Linked DNA regions of Danio rerio: region 2 is linked to region 1. The links are chromatin contacts, called in public HiCAR-type maps. All regions are on one chromosome and are shown on one strand. Each heading gives the region's core, a stretch centred on a gene start, on an enhancer-like site or on the middle of the called end of the contact. The rest is flanking DNA. Distances are from core to core; before and after follow the strand shown. Region 1 overlaps erc1b (ELKS/RAB6-interacting/CAST family member 1b). Region 2 overlaps wnt5b (wingless-type MMTV integration site family, member 5b).

What was found. HiCAR-type assays count read pairs that join an accessible place to other places.
Region 2: a contact with region 1 is called in a HiCAR-type map of caudal fin, with 13 times the contacts expected there. The contact joins two enhancer-like sites. A contact is called at or near these places in 7 of 18 Hi-C or Micro-C datasets (caudal fin, embryo, fibroblasts and 2 more) and 1 of 4 datasets of contacts at active chromatin or transcription factors (caudal fin).

The regions. Positions count from the first base shown.
Region 1 is chr4:8,755,952-8,762,418 of GRCz12tu, reverse strand. erc1b (ELKS/RAB6-interacting/CAST family member 1b) reads right to left here. Exons shown (of 21, transcript XR_012401815.1): 7 at 4,345-4,512; 8 at 2,282-2,449. Among named protein-coding and RNA genes, the nearest start is that of erc1b, 58 kb to the right of the region's middle. Within about 2 kb of position 2,583, at least 4 of the 62 cell types and tissues checked have an H3K27ac peak or open chromatin away from gene starts, as enhancers often do.
Region 2 is chr4:9,051,237-9,057,747 of GRCz12tu, reverse strand. The region is part of intron 1 of wnt5b (wingless-type MMTV integration site family, member 5b); the gene reads right to left. Among named protein-coding and RNA genes, the nearest start is that of wnt5b, 23 kb to the right of the region's middle. Within about 2 kb of position 4,522, at least 23 of the 62 cell types and tissues checked have an H3K27ac peak or open chromatin away from gene starts, as enhancers often do.

The DNA of each region.
Region 1 (6,467 bases), core at 1,334-3,833:
ATTTTTTTTTTATTTTTTTTTTTTTCCGGGGTTTTCACCTTTATTTTGACAGGACAGTAGAGAGACTTGACAGGAAAGCATGGGGAGCAGAGAGAGGGGAAGGATCGGTATAGGACCGCGAGGCGGAATCAAACCCGGGTCGCCGCGAGCACCGGAGTGCATATGTCGACGCACTAACCACTACACCACTGGCGCCGACAACTCAATCGATGTTTAAGAATGTAAGCTATTGCATTGGTTGCAGTGCAAAAACATAATAATTTCTTCTTATTTGGAGTTTAGTCTTGTTTCTAGTCCAAATATCTAAAAACTATCTTAAATCAAGAAGCATTTTCATTCATTTTCTTGTCGGCTTAGTCCCTTTATTAATCCGGGGTCGCCACAGCGGAATGAACCGCCAACTTATCCAGCTAGTTTTTACACAGCGGATGCCCTTCCAGCCGCAACCCATCTCTGGGAAACATCCACACACACATTCACACACTACAGACAATTTAGCTTACCCAATCACCTGTACCGCATGTCTTTGGACTGGGGGAAACCGGAGGAAACCCACGCGAAGGCAGGGAGAACATGCAAACTCCACACAGAAACGCCAACTGAGCCGAGGTTCGAACCAGCGACCTTCTTGCTGTGAGGCAACAGCACTACCTACTGCGCCACTGTCTCGCCCAAGAAGCATTTTCTAAACAATTAAAAGATGCTGTATTGTTTCCAGAAATAGCCAAAATTAAGTTAAAAATGATCTGCCAGTATGCTGAAAATAATTGGTAAAATAATCGGTAACACTTTAGTTTATGTCATAGTCACTCGCTGTCTTCAAAAAGAGACTGAAAACTCAACTATTTAGTCTCCACTTTCCTTACCAATATGCAATTCCCTATCTGGCTCCTCCACTAACTACAAAAAACACTAATCTTTTGCTTCCCTCACTGAATTTACACACCTGAAACTTGCCTACAGCACTTACTCATTGTTGCTCTTATAGATGTGTAAATTGCTTCCCTGTCCTCATTTGTAAGTCACTTTGGATAAAAGCGTCTGCTAAATGACTAAATGTAAATGTAAATATTCACTACTGGCTTATAACCTGCTTAATATTGCAATATAAACCTCTTATGGAATTTATTAACCTTTTTTTTACCATGTTGACGTTTATGAATGCATTCGCTATGGCATACAGTACAAAAAAAAAAGTATTTACTTTGAGTTTTGTGTAGTTTCTACTACAAATATATAAAAAATGTCAATCAAAACTCTTTTGTTTTCAGAAATAGTCAAAATGAAGTGAGCTTTCCTTTAAAATAAGTTATAAATGATCTTCCAGTAGGTTAAGAAAAATAAATTAGTAACACTTTAGTTTAAGACACAATTCATGCTGTTCTCGACTGGCTTATTACCTGCTTATTATTGCACTTGTAACAGTTTTTTGGTAGTTTTTAGTAATATGATTTCATTCTACACCCTCAATCTTACCCAAAACCTAAACCCATCCTCCAGCATTCATTTATATTAATATATTTACTGAGCTAATTGCCTCAGTTACTGTAATTGGTTGTGAACAGCACAAATGGTGACTTAAAGTGTTACCAAATAATCTTATTTCAAAACTTAAATAAGATTTTACTGAGAACACCGGCAGATTATTCAGCTTATTTTAAAGAAAAACTGTTGTACTTTACAATAAGGTTTCATTAATTAATGTTAGTGAATGTATTTACTAACATCAACTAATAATAAACATCTTATAGAGCATTTAATAATGATAGTTTACATTTTTAATATCAATGCTTGCTAACATTAGTTAAAGCACTGTGAGTTAGCATGAACAACTTTATTTCCATTAACTGACATCGACAAAAACAAATAAATACTGTAATAAATGTAGTGTTTATTGTTTATCCATGTTAGTAAATGTATTAACTAATACTACCTTATTGTTTATTACTTATTATTATTATATTATTATTATTATATTAACTGTTCATTATTAGTTATAAAGTATTAGCTTATTCTGCATCTCTAATCCTTCCCAAAACCTAAACCCAGGTTTATTAAGCTAGTAGTGTTTATTAAGTGGTTTATTAAGCTAGTAGTGTTAGCTAATACTTTGTTAATACTGTGAATTGTGATCTAAACTAAAGTGTTGCCAAAAAATCCTTTCTGATGTACAATTTATTTGGGATTTTTACTGGAAACAAGACAAAAATGCACATTTTTTTGCAGTTTCTCAACTGCTGGGATGATTTATTAGTTGCCCTTTGGAGCATGAAGAGTTTACCTTTTTCTGCAGCACATTGACCTTGCGTTCCTTGACGTCAAGCATGTCTTTGAGGTCGTGAATTTCTCCGTTGAGCGTGCCTTTCTCCTCCGACACCTCTTGAATCTGCTTGCTCTTTTTATTCAGCGTGGCCTCCTTCTCCTCCAGACGCAAACGCAGAGCATCGACCTGAAATGCGCAGGGAAAAAGACATTGGTACAGATGCATGAAGTGACAGCTAACGTGCGTTAAAACACTATTATTCATGACATTGTACAGGAACGCAATAATACTTTGCCAGTCAGGCCACATTAACCGTCAGCTAAACTCCATGAATCACATGCTGGCACTGGTAACACTGGATTATGATAAAAAGTGTGATGATAGACTAACTACAGAATTAAAAGCACACAAAGAGGCCATTCATAAGCCTCTGCAATTTCACAACAGCGCAGGAAGGTGCTCGATACAATAGTGACACCTAAAGGTGAGCAGGGAAAACTGCATTGAATACAACAGCTTTTTTTAAGCGACAAAAAATTATAAAGGGAAAAAAAGACATCCAACGATTATCAATATAGGCAGAATATAGTGGTTTTTTAAAAATAAATAAAATAAATAAATCAATAATACCATAGTATAACATACATTATATATACACACATTATATATATATATATATATATATATACATACATATACATTATATATATATATATATTTTTTTTTTTTTATTATTGTTAGCTTTTTATGATGAATTATGTGAATTTACATCATTCTTTTTATTTTCTTTCTTCTTTTATTTACATTTTTTATATTTGTTTTTATATGTTTTACACTTGAAATCTTTTTATATTTGTTAAGAAATTGACTTATTTTTTTCTGAAGCTTTAGTGTCCAATTACTAGATCAAAGAGCTTTTATTTGATAAAAATATAATTTTTATTTTATAAAAAAAAAAATTGCTGCCCCTTTCTACTAAAAACCCAAAACACAAATAAACACAATAATTTATGCTTTAAAAATAATACTGCATGGATCATAAGTGATAAAATAACATTTAGTAGCATTTTTATAGTTATATTCATATCTAACTTAACATAATTTATAATAATAATAAAATAATAATAATAATAATAATAATATAAATATTATTAATAATTAATACATAACATAAAGGTTAATAAAAATACTACTACTACTACTTATAATACTATTAATAATACTACTAATACTACTACTACTACTAATAATAATAATAATAATAATAATAATAATAATAATAATAATAATAATAAACTGATAATATAAAGATTGATAATAATATTAATAATAATTATTATTATTATTAAAATATAAAGATGGTAATTATAATAATCATAATAATAACTAATATAAAGACAAAACAGAATTAGTAATAATAATAATAATAATAATAATAATAATAATAATATAGATTAATAATTAGATATAAAGATATAAAAGTAATAATTGTATTAAAATAAATAATTAAAATTACTATTCTGATATACTTGTCATCTACAGTAATATTATGGCTACATAAAAATCTAACAACACTGCTAAAATCATTCAAATTCATTTAAGTAATAATAATTTTAAGTAATAATAATTTTAGGTCAATCTATTTTGAGAAACTGATTTGATCAATTTATTGCAATGACTTAAATTAAAAAGAATATTTCACCTTGACATTTTAACAGTACCTTGAACCAAAATAAAAACAATACATTTAAAATAAAAATATTTAAACAAACTTTAAAAGTTTGTTTTAAAGTTTGATCTTTGACAAATCTGTATGCATTTTGTTTTAAAAAGAGTCAAATAAACTAAAATATCTTGTTCCTGATTTCAATGACAGTGGCCATTGTCAGAACTGGGAAAGTAACTTCTTATGATCATCCTAGAAGTTTCATTTAAAATGGGTAGATAAACAATAAATAAATCTTGGCATGGCATAATTTTCTGAGAAATTTTATTTTGATGAAAGGGAAAAAATAGGGAATAGTAGGGTATAGTAGGGAAAAATAATGAATGTCAATTTATTCCCATTACAAAACTCGCACCTCAGTCTGCAGGATGGCGGCACGCTGTTCTTTGGCAGTGAGAGACTCTTTGAGGACATCGATGTGCTGTTTGCTGTCAGAAAACTGATTGGTCAGGGTCTCCAGTTTAGTCTGCAGGCCCAAAAGTTCAGAGTCCTTCCTGGACAGATCCTGCTTCACCTGGTCAATCTGTGCAACACAAACAGTGGATCTGAAAACTCAAACTCTTCTAATGTTTAAATCGTAAAATATATACACAAATTAGGCTGGCAAAATTAATTGATTTGTCATTTTAGCAAGGATCTCAATAAATAAACAAGTATATATATATATATATATATATATATATATATATATATATATATATATATATATATATATATATATATATATATATATATATATATATATATATAGTTTTTTAATTAAAAAATTAAATAAATTAAAACACTATATTTGAAATATTATAAAAATACTTTTAATTTAAAATATAATAATTATAATGTAAAAATTAATAATTATGTTAAAAAATAAACAATGTGACAAGATAATTTGTAACATTAATAATAATAATAATAATAATAATAATAATAATAATAATAATACATTATTATTATTATTAATATTATTATTATTATTATTATTGTTGTTGTTGTTGTTGTTGTTATTATCACTACAAAAATAATCATAATTATATTATTATTATTAATAATAATAATTATAATATTAAAAATAATTAATAATAATGATAATAATTAACAATAATTGTTGTTGTAATTTTTATTGTTATTATATTACATAAAAGAAATAATATACAATAATTTATTATTATATTAATAATAAATAATATTGATAATAAATTATCTTATTTCGACTAAAACCCAATAAGAAGCAAAAATCATTCAAATTCATGTAAGTCATTTAAATCTGGCAAAAACCGTTGAATTAGTCACTTTAGACATACAAATAACCCAGCAGCAATTCCTGTCAAGAATAAAACATAAAACTAAAGTATCAAAAAGGTTAAAAAGTTCACATAAAACTCCAAAACTCTTTACATAAACACATTTTTAGACAACAAACAGAGTTAATTCACTTCAAAACAGACAAACAAGTGTTCATTTGCAACAATTCTAGCAGTCTTGATGCATTCCCAGCATGCACCGGGGTAGCAGTAGCAGGTTAGCACGGCCTAAAGCTGCATCTCTACTGGCTGCCAGTCAACCGAGTGAAGAAAAGAGGCGTGCTCAGATGCAGAAGAGGTTCATTCAGATAGAAAATGAAAAAAAAAAAAAAGACTCAAGCCTCCTGGACATTAGTGCTCTACTCCAACCAGCACTACAAACAAGAGAGGAAGGAAAAGAAAGAGAGACAAGTGAAAAGCATTGTGGGAGTCTAGAGTGGCGTTCGACTTTTCGGCACAGCATTGGGCGACTCTGCTTTCCTGATCAGAGACTACACACCCACCGCTACTGCTATTCTGACCACCGATAAAGTGACATGAAAGGTAATATTTTTGATCAGTTTCCATCACCACCCCTGAGCTTTTCCAGGGTTTACTCCCTTCACTCACATTGAGCATACTGTCTGCTGGGGATTGTTTGGCTAGAAGCACATGTCCCATGACTTCATTCTCAAGTGGGATAGTTTGTTGGGTTTAGGCTGATATAGTAAAGGAACAGTATAGTATAGTATAGTATAGTATAGTATAGTATAGTATAGTATAGTAATAGTATAGTATAGTATGGTATAGTATAGTACAGTACAGTAATAGTATAGTTTAGTACAGTATAGTTATAGTTATAGTATAGTTATGTTATAGTATAGTATAGTATAGTATAGTATAGTATAGTATAGTATAGTAAAGTATAGTATAGTATAGTATAGTATAGTGTTCTATAGTCTGATAACACTGAACTCTTAACTTGAAAATGAGGACAAAGAAAAACTTAGTTACTATTAAAATGACTAAGGCGTAATATTAAAAATAGAAATACATTGGATTGACTTTTTTTATCTGTTTTATTCTGCTGTTGGATCGGAAGGGGATCCATGAAAGGCAAGGGGCAAACTAATTTAAATTAAAATTGTATTTCTTACATATTTTTTTCCAGCTTTGTTTAAATAAGAAAGGAATAAAGTGA
Region 2 (6,511 bases), core at 3,273-5,772, 290 kb before region 1:
ACAAGCAATTTGTTTTGAATACAGAAGCTTCCATGAAGTGACAACACAAAATACATATGAAAAAAAGAGGATAAACATTAAACAGAGATGCAGTTAGTCAAAAAGATCTAAATATTAAGTCGTAAGCACAGATTTATTATATATGTACAGGTTATAAGGTGCTATGTAATAAAGCGTATGAGAAAGTATTGGTTTGTATATTTCTATAAGGTGCTGCATACAAGATGCTTATAAGAAAGTATTGCACATGTTTATTGCACAGTAGGGGAATATTTAACTGTATTTTTATTTTTTATTTTTACTAACATTTATTTTAAGTAACATTAAAAAATAGTTTTAATGTTTTAAACTGAACTACACTCACCTTCTTAAGATTACTGTATATACTTAAAAATATATAAATGCAATAAAATATATGCAATCATTATGCAAAATTTATAAAGCTATTTATTCTGTTTTGTTGTTATATAAGGGATCAACCCGCATTGCAATGATAACTTTGGATTCTCGTCCTGAAGTTATCTTCATCTGCTGCCAGGACAGCTGAAGCTGGTTTAAAGTGAACACTCTATCTGTCCCTCTTCAGGTCTGGCCCTCCGTCCCGCAGTGAGCTCTCAGGGCTGATTAGGGCTCCTCAGAGGCTCTGTCTGCCTGCCCACTGTCAGTCTAATTGCAGCGAGTGTAGCCGGATCCCCGGGGAGCGCTGGTGTGAAATCCAGATATGATATGTACTATTAACTAAACTGCAAAAATCCCCACGCACACATGCTGCCTGAGCTCAGCCTGTGCAACAGAGACCGCTGCCTCTCTAGTACACTATGAGCAAGAAAGGAAACAACATTAAGGAGAGTGATAGGCCAGTATATTAGCTGGTATTTGGCCATTTTGAGATCAATATTGAAAAAAATTAACATGCTTGCATTGCTGATTAACAGATTTCTGATTTGTATGTCATTGATGTATAACCCCTTATAATACCTTCTGGTTTCTTTTGCCCCTAAAATAATATGTAAAAAGACCAATTTTGTTACAGATCTGATAAATATTTATCTTTTTTAAAGATATAACAACTTAAATACACACACAAACATACACAGACAGAGATGTGGTGGATATTCTAATTATTAGCAAGACTCTATATATATATATATATATTAGTCTGTGTTTCCCTCTTGTTGTGGATTATTAATTTGTTGCTTCTATGATGTCGGTGTGTTTCATGACCTTGTTTTGCTTTGTCTTAGTTTTGTTAATCTTCATTTCATTAAATCTTCGTTATGTGCTGCGTTTGGATCCACACTTTGTTTCTTCTTCACGCCGAGCCTTAACAACATCTTTAGTATCCCCCCGTTTCACATATATTTTTGGGAACAATATTTATGCTAAACTTATGTAAGAAAATTAATCTGTTACTTTTTGAAACGAATGTTTATTTTATTTAATAAATCCTGACAGTTTTTTTTAAATAATTTTATATTTAATTTTATATAATATATAATTTTATTAATAATTTTTTTTCAATAATTAAAATGAAAAGGACTTTTAAACTTAATTCCAGCAGGATATTGACAATTCTTATATATTACATACTGCAATCAAAAATCTGCAGGGTTGTTTAAACCCAACGCTGAGTCAAAAAAAAAAAAATCAACAAACCCATTGGGTTAAATCAAACAATTCAATTTAAATAAACTTTTACTTCTCAACCCATTATATTTTAAGCAAATATTCATTAAATGATTTATATATATAAATTCTTTGCAACAGTTTTGGCATTTTGGTGGTGTTGTTAAATCAGACAACAAACAAACAAACAAACAAATAAATAAATAAATAAATAAAATGGGTTTAAAATGAATAAAATGGAAAAAAAAAGCATGGTAACAATGCAGCATGGTAACAAAGGTGATATTGTTTCAGTATTGAAAAGTTGCTGATCAGACATTAAATGGTTTTAAGTTGATAAAAACATTTAGTTATGACTTTTTTTTAATCCACATGGACTCAAATACAATGTTAAATCTAATAAGCTAAGGTAACTCAAACCATTTAAGGAAACCAATTTCAACAAACCTTTTAAGTTTAAAAACTAATCCTAATGAGTACTGTGAACTTAATCTATTTTTCTTATAAACAAAGCAATTTGAGCACAGTAAAATCCAATAAATTAAGAGAACTCAAACCAACTGAGTATTGTAAAACCCAATAAGTTAAGGTAAATCAAACAGTTTGAGGAAACCGATTTCTACAAGCCATTTGAGTAAAAAAAAAAAAAAAAACTAATCTTTATGAGTACTGTAAACTTACATCATTTAAGTTGAAGTAATGATTTAATTAACTCAGAGTTCAAAAAAGAGTTCAAAACTCTTTTCATTAACTATCAGACAATTTTAAGTTAACTACACTTATTTCATTTGATCACGCTGACTGTTGGGTTTTACAGTGTATGAGAATAATATCCAAATGTTAAATCCACCACAAGATTCAAGTGTGGTGTCCCTCTTGTTTTCTCTCTCCCTGTTTCCCTCTTTCTGCACTAAATCAGGACAGATTTGAAGATAACTCTGGTTGCATTCCTTGTGTGCCTGCTTTCTCTGGGTTTCCTCTGCAGGCAGATCTTTTCCTCAGTGTATCCGTCTTCCCCTTAAATCTCCCCCATGTTTTCAGTAAGTAAAGCAGAGAGCGCCCTCTGTCCTCAGCTGCAGGAACAACTCTCACGCCAAACCATTGTCCTCCTCACACCAGAACATCTGCCAGCATGAGATCATTTTATAAACTCTGAGAAGCAAAAAAGACGAATGACAAAGGAATTAATCTTGCTCAAGGTATCTGTCCTGACAGTAACGGCAATCAGAAACAATTCAAGGCCCTCCGTCCTGACAGATCCCGAAATCAATTCCCTTGACAGTGAGTTATCACCCTGAAGTCTGGTGTGCATGAAACACTCCTTGCGGGAGCATGATTGACAGCAGCATCTCTATCTTTCCCATGCTGAATAGGACGATAGATAGAGAGAGAGAGCGCAGGAGATAATGGTGATAATTTCAAGGAGAATGAAGGATTTGGCATATTTCGAGGAGAGAGAATGAAAACAATCAGATGAAATGCAAGGAGTACAACTTGGCTTGCTGAAAAATAGAGATTTGGTGATGTTAGATGGTTTTAGCTGATGTGGCCAGTCTCCATGAGGCACACTGAATGTGGATGTAGCTGTTTTCCCACAAGCTGACAAGTGACCAAAATCAGTCATAAATCAGCAAGACGGACTTAACAAAGCAACATACAGATGCAGATAAGAAGGAAAAAGTACAAATTATATAGTAATTTTACATTAAATGTATGTTTGGACTTGAAGAACCACTCTCTTACAATAATACTCTTCAACTAAACCATATTGCATCTAATCAGCAGCTTCATGTGTTCATATTAAATTATCATGTGCCTTTATTTACCTTTATCTAATTAATATGTACCTTTACCTTAATATGTATCTTTTTACCATGCATTATATTTTTATCTACTGTCTTTCACCGTGATATCACTGATTCTCTATAAAATATTAGTTTCTTCTACGCTATATAAGCCCAAACTTACTCTAATAAACTTCAAACAGTTAAATAAATTACATTTTTGGGTGAAAATAAACACATATTTGCTTCTATAACACACACAAAAAAAATGCTTTTTAAAACGTTTATCCATGTTTTCTGAGTAAAAACAGACCTGAATGCATTACAAGGGTGAGTACTTTTTCCAGTGAACTCTAATCTCTAAATCCAACATCTAAAAGTCTCATAAACGCCAAACAACACCGACAGCTGAAGTGAAATCTGTTCAGGATGCAGTCTACTTGTTTACATGCACCATCCAACACAACATAATGTGGTAATGAGGTAAATATGCGCAGAAATGATAAATCTGAAGGATTTGCTCTCTAGTCATGAGTCATTCGGCAGCAGACGCCTCTCTGGGTGTTAAAGCCCTTCACGCCGGGGATCAATAAAAGAGCTTACACTTCCTCTACTCATTTCCATCGTCCTTCCATCCTTCAAGTAAACAATGATACACAGCCTGATCTGAGCAAAGATCTATGGGACGCGGTGACAAAGAGGAAAAAGCCCTCCGATCAATACTGCTTTTCATCTCGCTAATAATTTCATCTTTTGTCTGACATCTTGGCTCCGGCAAAGAGAGAGTTGTGTTACACGTTCGCTTCTCATGCATTCCAGCTTTTTAGAAATCAACCCTCTGTGTGTATTTTCCTACAGGCAGTGAGGGGTGCAGTGGCACAAAGCTCCCATAGAGGGGCGATATTTCCCACCACATATGACTTGTGTCCATCTTCCTCTCCGCCATCATTCACTTCTTGAAAAGTGAAAAGTTGCAGTTTCCACACAAACACACTCATATATGGAGACACAAACTGCCATGTCACATAAACAATGGCACACACAGGCGCAAACTTTGCCAACTTTCCTCTCACACGAATCTGACAAACACCAGGCTATAACTGGCATGCATAGCACAGCACTGTCCTTTCTCTCTCTTGCTCTCTCTCACTCTAATGCACGCACACAAAGAGAAAGAGAGAGATAAACTTTGAGTTTGAGGTCTCATTCAATAAAAGGATGAAATTTATTCATTTAAATAAAAAGACAATAACATTCATTAAACAGTATTTGGTAATCTTTTAGAATAATAGTCCATTAGTTCATGTATTTACTAACATCACAAATGAATACCATTGTAAAGCATTCATTAATCATAGTTCAGCATTTACTAATGCATTATTAAAATCCAGAGTTGTGCTTGTTACATTAGTTAATCAGGCCCGTTGCCCGTAGGGGGGGCCCTATATGAGGTAATTTGTCCCATTTTTGACAGTATCCCATCCTAAATTGTGAAAATAACCAGTAGAAGAAGGTTTTAAAAAGAATAACTGAAATTACTTTATTTTGATGCTCCCTTTAACAGATTTTGTTGAACTTAAGTTACATTGCATCTACATGCCAACTAATTCTCAATATGAGAAGGCTGTTAGGTTGGGGTTAGGGTTAGTGTAAGTTGACATGTACTTGCAAAGTTTCTTATAGTCAGTTAAATGTCTGTTGAAAGAGCAGAATCAGCAGATTATTAAGCAGACAGTCTACTAATACTCAAATGAGAAGTAATTGGCATGTAGTTGCAATGCAACCATCAAAGTAAAGTCTTACCGAATAACCAATAAAATAACCACTAAAAGAAGTCTTTTATTATTTAAATGGACAAATTCTGCCTGTTTTCCCAGAGATGGGTTGCGGCTGGAAGGGCATCCGCTGTGTAAAAGCGTGCTGGATAAGTTGGCGGTTCATTCCGCTGTGGCAACCCCAGATTAATAAAGCGACTAAGATGAAAAGAAAATGAATGAATGAATGAATTTTGCCTGAGCAATGAGTTGGCCAGTTTGTTATTTGCCTATAGGCTACAGTTACATTTTTTGTTTGTTTGTTTGTTTGTGTGTTAGTTTGTTTGTTTGTTTTCTATCATGAATGATAATAAATTAGCAATTAAAAAATACATATTTTCATATTTAAAAAAATTCTAATCTCATTAAATAATATATAAAGGCACATCTGTAAATAAACATACATCTTTGTAAACAAAAAATATATATATTATAATAAGCACTTTGACAAAAATGGAGGAAGTATTTTTGTCGCATTAAAAAGTGTGGTAATGATAGCAAGCTAGTTCAGCGCAAATTAGTGCTTAAAATGTCACTAAAATGCAGTATTTAAACCTTGAATAACTGTAAATAGGTCCACTTTTTGAGAAAAAAGAACCACTCCTTTTAATAGGCTGGCTACGGGCCTGCCAAAACACTGCGAGTTAACAAACTAACATGACATTAACATTAATGAAGACATATCAAATGCATTACTATTCATTTGTTCATGTTAGCTAGCTCTCTGCAACCCTCACATGATCATTACTTGGATGGGAGACCACATCAGAAAGCTAGGTTGCTGCCGGAAAGTGATGGTAGTGAGACTTTCAGGAGGCGCTCAACCTGTGGTCTGTATGGGTCATAAAGCCCCAGTATAATGAAGGGGATTCTATCCTGTCTTTCTGGTGAGGCGTTAAACCGAGGTCGTCCCAGGATGTCCTTGAAAAAGAGTAGGGGCTTAACCCCGGTTTTAACATCCTCTGTCCATCACCATATCATAATTGGCTTCATCGTCTCCTCTTCACTAATCGTGTCATCCAGGTGGCTGCTACACAATGGTGGTGGATGAGGGGATTCCCCCCAATGTGTAAAGCACTTTGAGTGTCTAGAAAAGCGCTGTATAAATGTAAGGAATTATTTTTATTATTATCCGTTGATACATTAAATTACATTAACTAATGGACCATTATTTTAAAGGGTTACCGAGTATTTCAGACAAAATAAGAGAGAGAGAGAGAGAGAGAGAGAGAGAGAGAGAGAGAAATAGAAAGAGAGAGACTGAACTAGAGGACCTGAGGGCATGGA